Linked DNA regions of Mus musculus: region 2 is linked to region 1. Evidence: chromatin contacts called from public promoter capture Hi-C data. All regions are on one chromosome and are shown on one strand. The core of a region is the stretch at or near the end of the contact, and the rest is flanking DNA. Distances in the headings are between cores, read along the strand shown.

What was found. Promoter capture Hi-C pulls out the DNA fragments that hold promoters and counts their contacts.
Region 2: a promoter capture Hi-C map of stem cell-derived epiblast-like cells shows a contact between it and region 1, with 3 times the contacts expected there. The contact joins the promoter of Tmod4 here to the promoter of Psmb4 in region 1. A contact is called at or near these places in 2 of 39 promoter capture datasets (embryonic stem cells and stem cell-derived epiblast-like cells) and 2 of 9 other capture datasets (adipose tissue and pancreatic islet).

What each region holds. Positions count from the first base shown.
Region 1 is chr3:94,884,691-94,888,826 of GRCm38.p6, forward strand. Psmb4 (proteasome (prosome, macropain) subunit, beta type 4) reads right to left here and starts at 2,268. Exons shown (of 7, transcript NM_008945.3): 1 at 2,079-2,268; 2 at 1,751-1,957; 3 at 1,385-1,531; 4 at 970-1,051; 5 at 227-343; 6 at 1-69. The coding sequence starts at 2,218.
Region 2 is chr3:95,121,983-95,126,526 of GRCm38.p6, forward strand. It overlaps Tmod4 (tropomodulin 4), which reads left to right and starts at 2,532. Exons shown (of 10, transcript NM_016712.4): 1 at 2,532-2,596; 2 at 3,533-3,695; 3 at 3,838-3,994; 4 at 4,429-4,544. The coding sequence starts at 3,573. It overlaps Vps72 (vacuolar protein sorting 72), which reads left to right. Exons shown (of 6, transcript NM_009336.2): 6 at 397-1,069. The coding sequence ends at 796.

The sequences.
Region 1 (4,136 bases), core at 1,018-3,517:
CCAGTTGGTCTGTGCGGACAGCGGTCCTTCTATCTCGACACCCTTTTCAGTCACAGTGGCAATTTGAAACTGAAAGAAGGCAAAGCGTGCAATGATAGCGTCTCACTATGTAAACCAAGCTCGCCTCAAATGCAGAGTCCCACCCACCCCTGTTTCCCTACTGGGATTAAAGGCATGTGCCACCATGCCTGGCTCCAGAATTTGTACCTTCCAGCCCATTTCTCACCCGGTTATACGAACGGGCATCTCTGTAGTACAGCACTCTCATGCAGCGCTCCACAAGCTCCCGAGCCTCAGTCTGACTCAGCACTGGCTGCTTCTCTAGAACTTCTCGAAGCAGAGGCTACACAGGCGGGCAAAACATTGGAGAAATTAGACTGGCTTAACAGAAGGCAACCTACTCTAACCCATGTAAACAGGCACCAAAGTGGATGAGTTTTCTACCCACTGTTTCAAAAGAATTAGGTGCTGGCTTTGTTTGTTTGACATTGAATTCTTTTGTATGGGTATGTGCACATGCACGCAGAAGTGAGAAAACAGCTCTTAGGTGCTGGTTGTCTCCTCCACCATGGTGACCCCAGGCTGCCTGTCAGCCTTGGAAAGTGACTTAACCCAAGGAGTCTTTGTTTTGTGTTTGAAATAGTCTTGCTATGCAGCCTACATACATGCAGTCTTGCTATGCATGGTCCTCCTGGCCTCAGCCTCCTGTGCACTAATATTACAGATATGTGCCACCATGCCCAGCTAAGACTCTCTTAAAAGTGGGGAAGCCTAGGGCTGCCACTGTTTCCATTCCAAGGCTGTTTCTTGTCACTGGAAGTTAATGTAAACGTATTCTCCTTAGACAAAGAAAACCAGCTGCCCAACGTTAGGATTCCAGCCTCTCTTATCAAAATTCCAAGGGAAAGAGATTAACATTGCCTTCTCATTTCTATTTCTCTTCTCCCCATCGCTAGGCCCACTACTTACCTGAGCCAAGTATGCACCATAACCAGTGGCCAGTGAAGGGGCTTCATAAGCTACACCAAGCATGTCCACATAACCGAGGAAGCTAGAGGGACAAACACATCAAAGAACTGATCTAATCTTCCATTTCTTAGCTGTGTCCATTAGGTCTGAATTAAAAGATGGAAATTCTCTGGGGTCAAAGTGCCTGAGGGTGGGGAAGCAGGATAGCTCGGTGGTGAGGGCACTTGCCAGCATGCCCGATGACCCAAGTTTGATCTCTAGAATCCACAATGCAGAAGATGCATGCACACACAAACACACACACAGTACTACACAAGCACAAATACCAAAAGAAGTGTAAAGAACCATTCTGTTTAAAGACTGAAGAGACACTACATAGGTGCTAGGTTAGGCGGTCAAGGAAGTTATCAAATACCTTTCTCCGTCAGCATAGCCTCCAATGACCATGGTGTTCCACAGGGGATTCATCTTGGAGCGGCGGCTGTACATGGCTCTTGTCAACCATGAATGAATAGCTCTAGGGCTATAGCTGTGTCCATCTCCCAACAGCTCTTCATCAATCCTTAAATACAATTGAGAAAGCAATGATAACAGGTCAGGCTCCCCATCCCACTCCCTGTTCTACACACAATTCTACAATCCAAGACCACCCCCCCCAATACCAAAAAGTATTCCAAACATTCACAAATGTCTCAACAATTACCCAAAGTCTCAAGTCCCTCCATCCCGCCTACAGGAATAATAAACGGAAGGCTGTCCGCTCCACTTGGAGGCGACTTACACCATCTGGCCGAGAACTTGTTTCAAATACTGGAAATCAGCGTAGTCTCCCGAGGCACCCAGCATAGTGCTGTCGTTGACTCGCATAATACGAGAGATATTGCGGAAACGAGCCAGGGAGCCGTAGGAGCCCAGCATGTCTGCAGCAATCACCACTCCGCCGTCGAACTTCACCCCGAGTACCGATGTCCCGGTCACCATGGGGTTCCTGAATCGTGAAAAGGGTCCCTGAGCGCGAGGCCGGAGCCCCGATTGCTGGCGCCCGCGCATCAGAGGTCCCCGCATCCCGGCCCGCCGCCCATTCCCGGCGCGGTGAGAGCGCGACTCACTGGGTCCGAGTGATGGGACCCTCGCAGGGCGCCGACGCCGGGTCCATGAGGCCGCTGGGGGTGGCCGGGATGCGGTAAAACTGCCCTGGAGCCGGACCCCCGGCCCAGTGGCCAGCCCGTGACTCCCAAAACGCTTCCATCTTAGTCACCTCAGCCGACAGAAATGAAAGCGCTAGCGTCACCGGAAACGGAAGTGGTCCTTTGCCACGCCTCTCTTCTTCCTGCCTGCCTCTTCCATGGGTCAGGACTCCGGCTCTGTATTTATAAAGCCGTTTGAGGAGTCCTGGTCCAGAGTAGCCGCCAAGACTGACAGAAATGCACAAGGCCGCATCCCCGTATCCCACTGCAGTAGGGATGCCTAGATCCCAGTATTCTGACAATTCAGGAGGAGCAGGCCGTGTGGGACAAGCACCAGGACCTGTTACCATGTGCTTTTTGGATCAATATCAAAAACAAGGCTTGAAGAATCACTGGACCCAAGCTCTCTTACTGTTTTACTTCTCAGAGCCGGCCAATAGAGCAGGCATTATCAACTTATTTGATAGATAAGAAGCCGAAGCATAAGATACAGTGGTTTACCCCGTTACAGTCAATAAAAGGTAGAAAAGATACAAACCAAGGGGAGAGATGGCCCACGTTTATAGCACTGGGGTTCGAATCTAAGCACCCACGGGGTGGCTGACAATCACCTGTAACTCCTCTTCTAGCCCTGAGGGCACCAGGCACTTATGTGGTGAACAAGGGGGGGTGGGGGGGAGAGAAGAGGGAGAAAGAGAAAAATCTTAGTATTCAGAAGGCTGGAACAGAAGGAATGCCTCCAGTACAAGACCATTCTGGACTACACTCAGAGTCCAGGACAACCTGAACTACTGAGAGATCTTGTATTAAAAGAAAAAAGAATCCACAGTGAACTAGAGGCAGTGGAGGAATTCCCCTGCCCCCTCAAGATAGCATACAAAACAATAGGTTTCATTACAGCCTTTTCATCCTAGATGTCGTTTTACTCTACCCTCACTGGTGCCCATCTCAGTGCCTTCCCTGTCTTCCTGCTTCCTCCTCCCTGTCTAAGAAGACCCTTCGTGCTTCCACTGACACGTGTTCTATTACCTTCTAATCCTTCACCCGGGTCCCTAAAGAGCCTTTTCCTTATGAGCACCTTTCTACTTTCCTGACCTAATACACACATACAAACACACCTAGATTCCACATATGAGAGAATATTGATGTTGAAGTTCTGACCCAGAACAATTGGCTGAGGTGCATATTTAACATATTCAAGTCGACATAGCCTCCAGGTTCTCCCAGCATCCCTCAGTCCCTACCTGGCACAACCCACCCTTTACTCTGAACTTTTCCAGCCCAGGGGCCAGGATTCCCCTCCCCACAGAGGCTCTTTCCTATATAATCCAGACATTATTTGTCTGAATATTAATTTTGCCTAATATTCTCTTGTATTTCCTTCAGAGACTCTAGTGTATACAATCCTTTTTTAAAAAAGATTTATTTATTTATTATATGAGTACATTGTAGCTGTCTTCATACACACCAGAAGAGGGCATCGGATCCCATTACAGATGGTTGTGAGCCACCATGTGGTTGCTGGGAATTGAACTCAGGACCTCTGGAAAAGCAGTCAGTGCTCTTAGCCACTGAGCCATCTCTCCAGCCCTGTTTACCATCTATTTGAACATGTCCCTGTGGCTCTTAAAAAAAAAAAAAAGATTTGTTTATTTGGGGCTGGAGAGATAGCTGTTCTTCCTGAGGACCCAGATTTGATTTACAGAACCTACTTGGTGGCTAGTAACCATCTGTAACTCTAGTTCTATAGGGTCTGACATCATATTGCAGTGTGGGCACCAGCCACTCACATGCTGCATCCATACATATACTAAAATAATAGTAACTACCATCATTGCTTCTCAAAATGTTTTGTATGATGGGTGTTTTGCCTGCAGGTGTTCAGGACATGTGTGTGGTGTCTTTCAAAGCCAGAAGAGGGTGCTGTTTCCTCTGGAATTGTAGCTACAGGTGGTTGTAAGCCACCAAATGCTGGAATCA
Region 2 (4,544 bases), core at 1,282-3,781, 240 kb after region 1:
CATGATCTACCCGCCTCTTTCTCCTTAGTATTGGGGTCACAAATGTGAAGCATCATGCCCAACTTTTTATTTTATTTTATTATTTGTTTGTTTGCTTATTTATTTATTTTATTTTAATGTATATCAGTGTTTTGCCTGCTTTGTCTGGCCTGGTACCCATTGAAGCCAGAAGAGGGTGACATATTCCGTGTAACTGAAGTTACAGACGGTTGTGAGCCACTGTTTGAGTGCTAGGCCTCAAACCTCTATCCTGGGAGAGTAGCCCAGCTCTTAACTGCTGAGCCATCTTTCCAGCCCCATGGCCTGGTAAATACTGAGGTCACAGCCAGCAAACCTAGCCTACCACCTTCCTTTGTCTGTCTCCGCAGCATTTTGTGACTTTTCTCTTGCCCTCAGCCTTGATCCTGCTCCTACAGCCTCTGCACTGGCTCCACATGCTGGGACCGGGACTGGAGCTGCCGCTGCCACCCCTCCTGCTCACTGCTCTCGCACCTTCATCACGTTCAGTGATGATGCAACGTTTGAAGAGTGGTTCCCCCAGGGGCGACCCCCGAAGGTCCCGGTGCGGGAGGTCTGCCCAGTGACCCACCGTCCAGCTTTGTACCGGGACCCTGTTACAGACATACCCTATGCCACTGCTAGAGCCTTCAAGATCATCCGTGAGGCGTACAAGAAGTACATCACTGCCCACGGACTTCCACCCACCGCCTCGGCGCTGGGCCCCGGGCCCCCACCCCCCGAGCCACTACCTGGCTCTGGGCCTCGAGCCTTGCGTCAGAAGATTGTCATCAAATAGAGACACCTGACCCCTAGACAGTCCCTCTCCTGACCTGGCTCTCCACTCCGCCCTCCCTTCTGCCAACCTTCGCCCTTGTTTCCCTCAGTTCCTCCCTAGTTCATTTCATTTACTTGTGCTCTTCATTTTTTTAATCTAATAAAATGGTAAAATCCTTTTTGTCTGATGTGTAAGGTTGGGGCAGAGGCAGGGGGATTTCTGAGTTCGAGGCCAACCTGGTCTACAGAGTGAGTTCCAGGACAGCCAGGGCTAAACAGACAAATCCTGTCTTGGAAAAAAAAAAAAACAAATAAATAAATAAATAAACCACAAGTTCTTGCTAATTTATCCAGACTAATTTCAGACTCCTGGGCTCAAGCAAGCCTCCCATGTCAACCTTCCAAGCGCTGGGCCTAGAGGGGTAAATCACTGTTCCTGCTCTGTCCTTTTAAGTAGCATGTATTTACTAAGTAGTGGGTGTCATAAAGATGCCTGCACTCATGTCTATCATTTTTATTACACTTACCTGGGTTATCCATATTTAACTCTCTTAGTCTGTCTTAGTCAGGGTTCCTATTCCTGCACAAACATCATGACCAATAAGCAAGTTGAGGAGGAAAAGGTTTATTCAGCTTATACTTTCCACATTGCTGTTAATCACCAAAGGAAGTCAAGCAGGTCAGGGAGCAGGAGCTGATGCAGAGGCCATGGAGGGATGTTACTGGCTTGCTCAGTTTGCTCTCTTACAGAACCCAAGACTACCAGCCCAGAGATGGTCCCACCCACAAGGGGCCTTTCCCCCTTGTTCACTAATTGAGAAAATGCCTTACAGCTGGATCTCATGGAGGCATTTCTTCAACTGAAGCTCCTTTCTCCATGATAACTCCAGCCTGTGTCAAATTGACACATAAAACCAGCCAGTACATAGTCTCTTAAATACCAGAACAAAATCCTTACACTGAGTGTGTGTGTCTCTGTATGTGTCTATGTATACAACCACGTGTCGGGTGGTGCACCTATGCAGAGGCCAGGCAGGGTCATCTGTAATTCCACCTATCCTTTGAGACAGGCTCTCTTTCTGAACCTGGGCTCCTGTTCTCTAGGCTATCAGGAGCCAGCAAGCCCCCAATGTTCCTGTGTCTGCCACCCTGTTATGCTGTTATGTAGGTGCGGGGACCTCACAATTGTGCAGCAGTCTTAACCACCTGAGACCTCTCTCTCTCTCGTTTTTTCAGGACATGGTTTCTCTAGCCCTGGCTGTCCTGGAACTTGTTCTGTAGACCAGGTTGGACCTTGAACTCAGAAATCTGCCTGTCTCTGCCTCCCAAGTGCTACGATTAAAGGCATGTGCCCCCTCTCCCTTTTAAAAAAGTTAAAAAGGAAAAAAAAATTACTACAAGGCTTTGAGCTCACCATGAAGTTCATGCTGCTCTCCGTCTTGTAGCAGTCCTATCTTAGTGTCCCCTGTCAAGGGAATTCAGGTGTGAGGCACAATGGCTGTTACATTGATACATCATCTTCTATTCAGTGCTTTGAGCAGAACTGGTACCCTACCGTAGGAGTCATCTGATTCTCCACTGGAGGACTCTGCTTGCAGGGAAAGAGGACATGTCATGGCTGATACTGGCCACTAGAGGCTCTCAGGGCTGGGCAAGGTATGGGGTCTGTGTATATGTGATCTCCCACCACTCCCCACCTGGCCAGAGCTAAAATAATAAAATGCTGAGCTCACTGTTCCCCCACGCTCTCCCCCGGCACCAGACTCCTCCTGCTGACCGGACAGTGTCCCAGTAGAACAGACGGACCAACTGACAAGGGGAGGTGAGAGGTGACCATTGGGACTGGTAGGTGGGAACAAGGGGTCTTACGGGTGAGAGCCTGGTGGGAGATGGCAGAGTGGGCCTAGGGGAAGAGAGTTGGCATGTCTCTGCTGTGTCCTGCCGCCGATGTTTCTGTCTTGACTCTGTAGCTGCCTTGTCAGTGCCTCACGCTCAGTATCACCTTCCATGTTGAGTGTGGTATGTATTTAGAGCTTGACTGTTTTTCCCACTGAAAGGTGGTGCAAGTTTATCATCCCACCTCCTCATTTAGAAGACTTTTTTTTCTTCTTCTTCTTCTTTTACCCAGGGTTCCAGTGTCACCTTTCTGGTGACAGATTATGGGAACCGAATGCCTTCTGAGGCCACACTGCCCTTCCCCCAATCTGGAAGTGCCCCAGCTTCTAAGCCTTACTTTCCCTTCTGATTTAGACTTTTAGCAAACACAGAAAGTGAGGTCTTGGTCCTTGACAATGAAGGAGGGAGTGAGGGTGTCATTAGAGGCAACCACTCTAACCCAGTCAAGCCTCCTTGCTTACCAGTTTCCAACAGGCCTGGGTAATGGGGAAGAAAGGAGGAATTTTCCTGGAGCTCTCTGCCTCCCCCTCCCACCTTTCAATAGGAACTGGGCGTGGAGCCAGCTGTGCTGGCAGGGCCTCCAGCAGCTGTGTCAGGGCAAGAGACGTTGCCGGGTAAGGTTGTAGGGGAGGGTGCTACCAGGATTTCTCCATCGCACGGTGGGTGGATAGACCCAGCCTGGAGACTAGAATCCCCATCTAGAATGGCTAGAAAGTGCAGGGACTAGGAGGGAAACTAACAGTGAACTATCTGATTTTCCCATCCCTGGCAGACTCTAGTCTCTAAGGTCAGTGTCCTAACTATGGCTGGACTTCTTGTGCCCTCAGTGTCCACATCCAACAACTTTTCTCATGTCCCCCAGGCTGTGAGTGTCACACCGTGGGGAAGGGGTAGGGGCCACCATGTCATCCTATCAGAAGGAACTGGAGAAATACAGAGACATCGACGAAGATGAGATCCTAAGGACCCTGAGCCCTGAAGAGCTAGAACAGCTGGACTGTGAGCTACAAGAAATGGATCCTGAGGTAGGAGCACAGGCCAGGGCATCCCTTTGTATGTGGGAAGGAGTGATTCTAGGTAGCTGAGAACAAGACATGAAATCCCAAAAGGACCAGGGAATATCTGTCTGGAGAGTGCTTAATTTGTTCCCCAAAATTCATCCCTAAGAACATGCTCTTGCCAGCTGGCCTGAGACAACGTGACCAGACAAAGAAGAGTCCAACAGGGCCACTGGACAGAGATGCCCTATTGCAGTACCTGGAGCAACAGGCGCTAGAAGTCAAAGAGCGTGATGACTTGGTGCCCTACACTGGCGAGAAGAAGGGTATGGGCACCCTAACATCTATGCCTCCCAGGAGCCAAATGGCTGTCTCTTGTGCCTCCCTGCTAGCTATTCTCCCTGTCTCCAGTAGCGATCTGTCAGAGACTCAGTCTTGATGACTACATGCTAATTTGTTCTCTTCAGTTTTTTGATTTTTGAGATAGGATCTCCTTGTGCAGCCCGGGTTGGCCCTGAACTAGCAGTCCTACTACTCTAGCTTGCCAAATGCTGAGATCACAGACATCTGCCAGCACACCAGCCTGTCCTCTTCAATCCTTAGGAGGGAATGAGAGGACCAGAGAGTCCCTGTACAACATTCAGGCTTTCTGATGTCACTAGTGATCCAGTCTGACCCCATATGGAAAAGATAGAGAAGGTGGAGCCACCATCTTGGAAGAAACCACCTCTGCCTGAACAGTCCTTCATCTCTCTATCAGGAAAACCCTTTATTCAGCCTAAGAGAGAAATCCCAGCACAGGAACAGATTACGCTGGAGCCTGAGCTGGAGGAAGCGCTGTCCCATGCTACAGATGCTGAAATGTGTGACATTGCA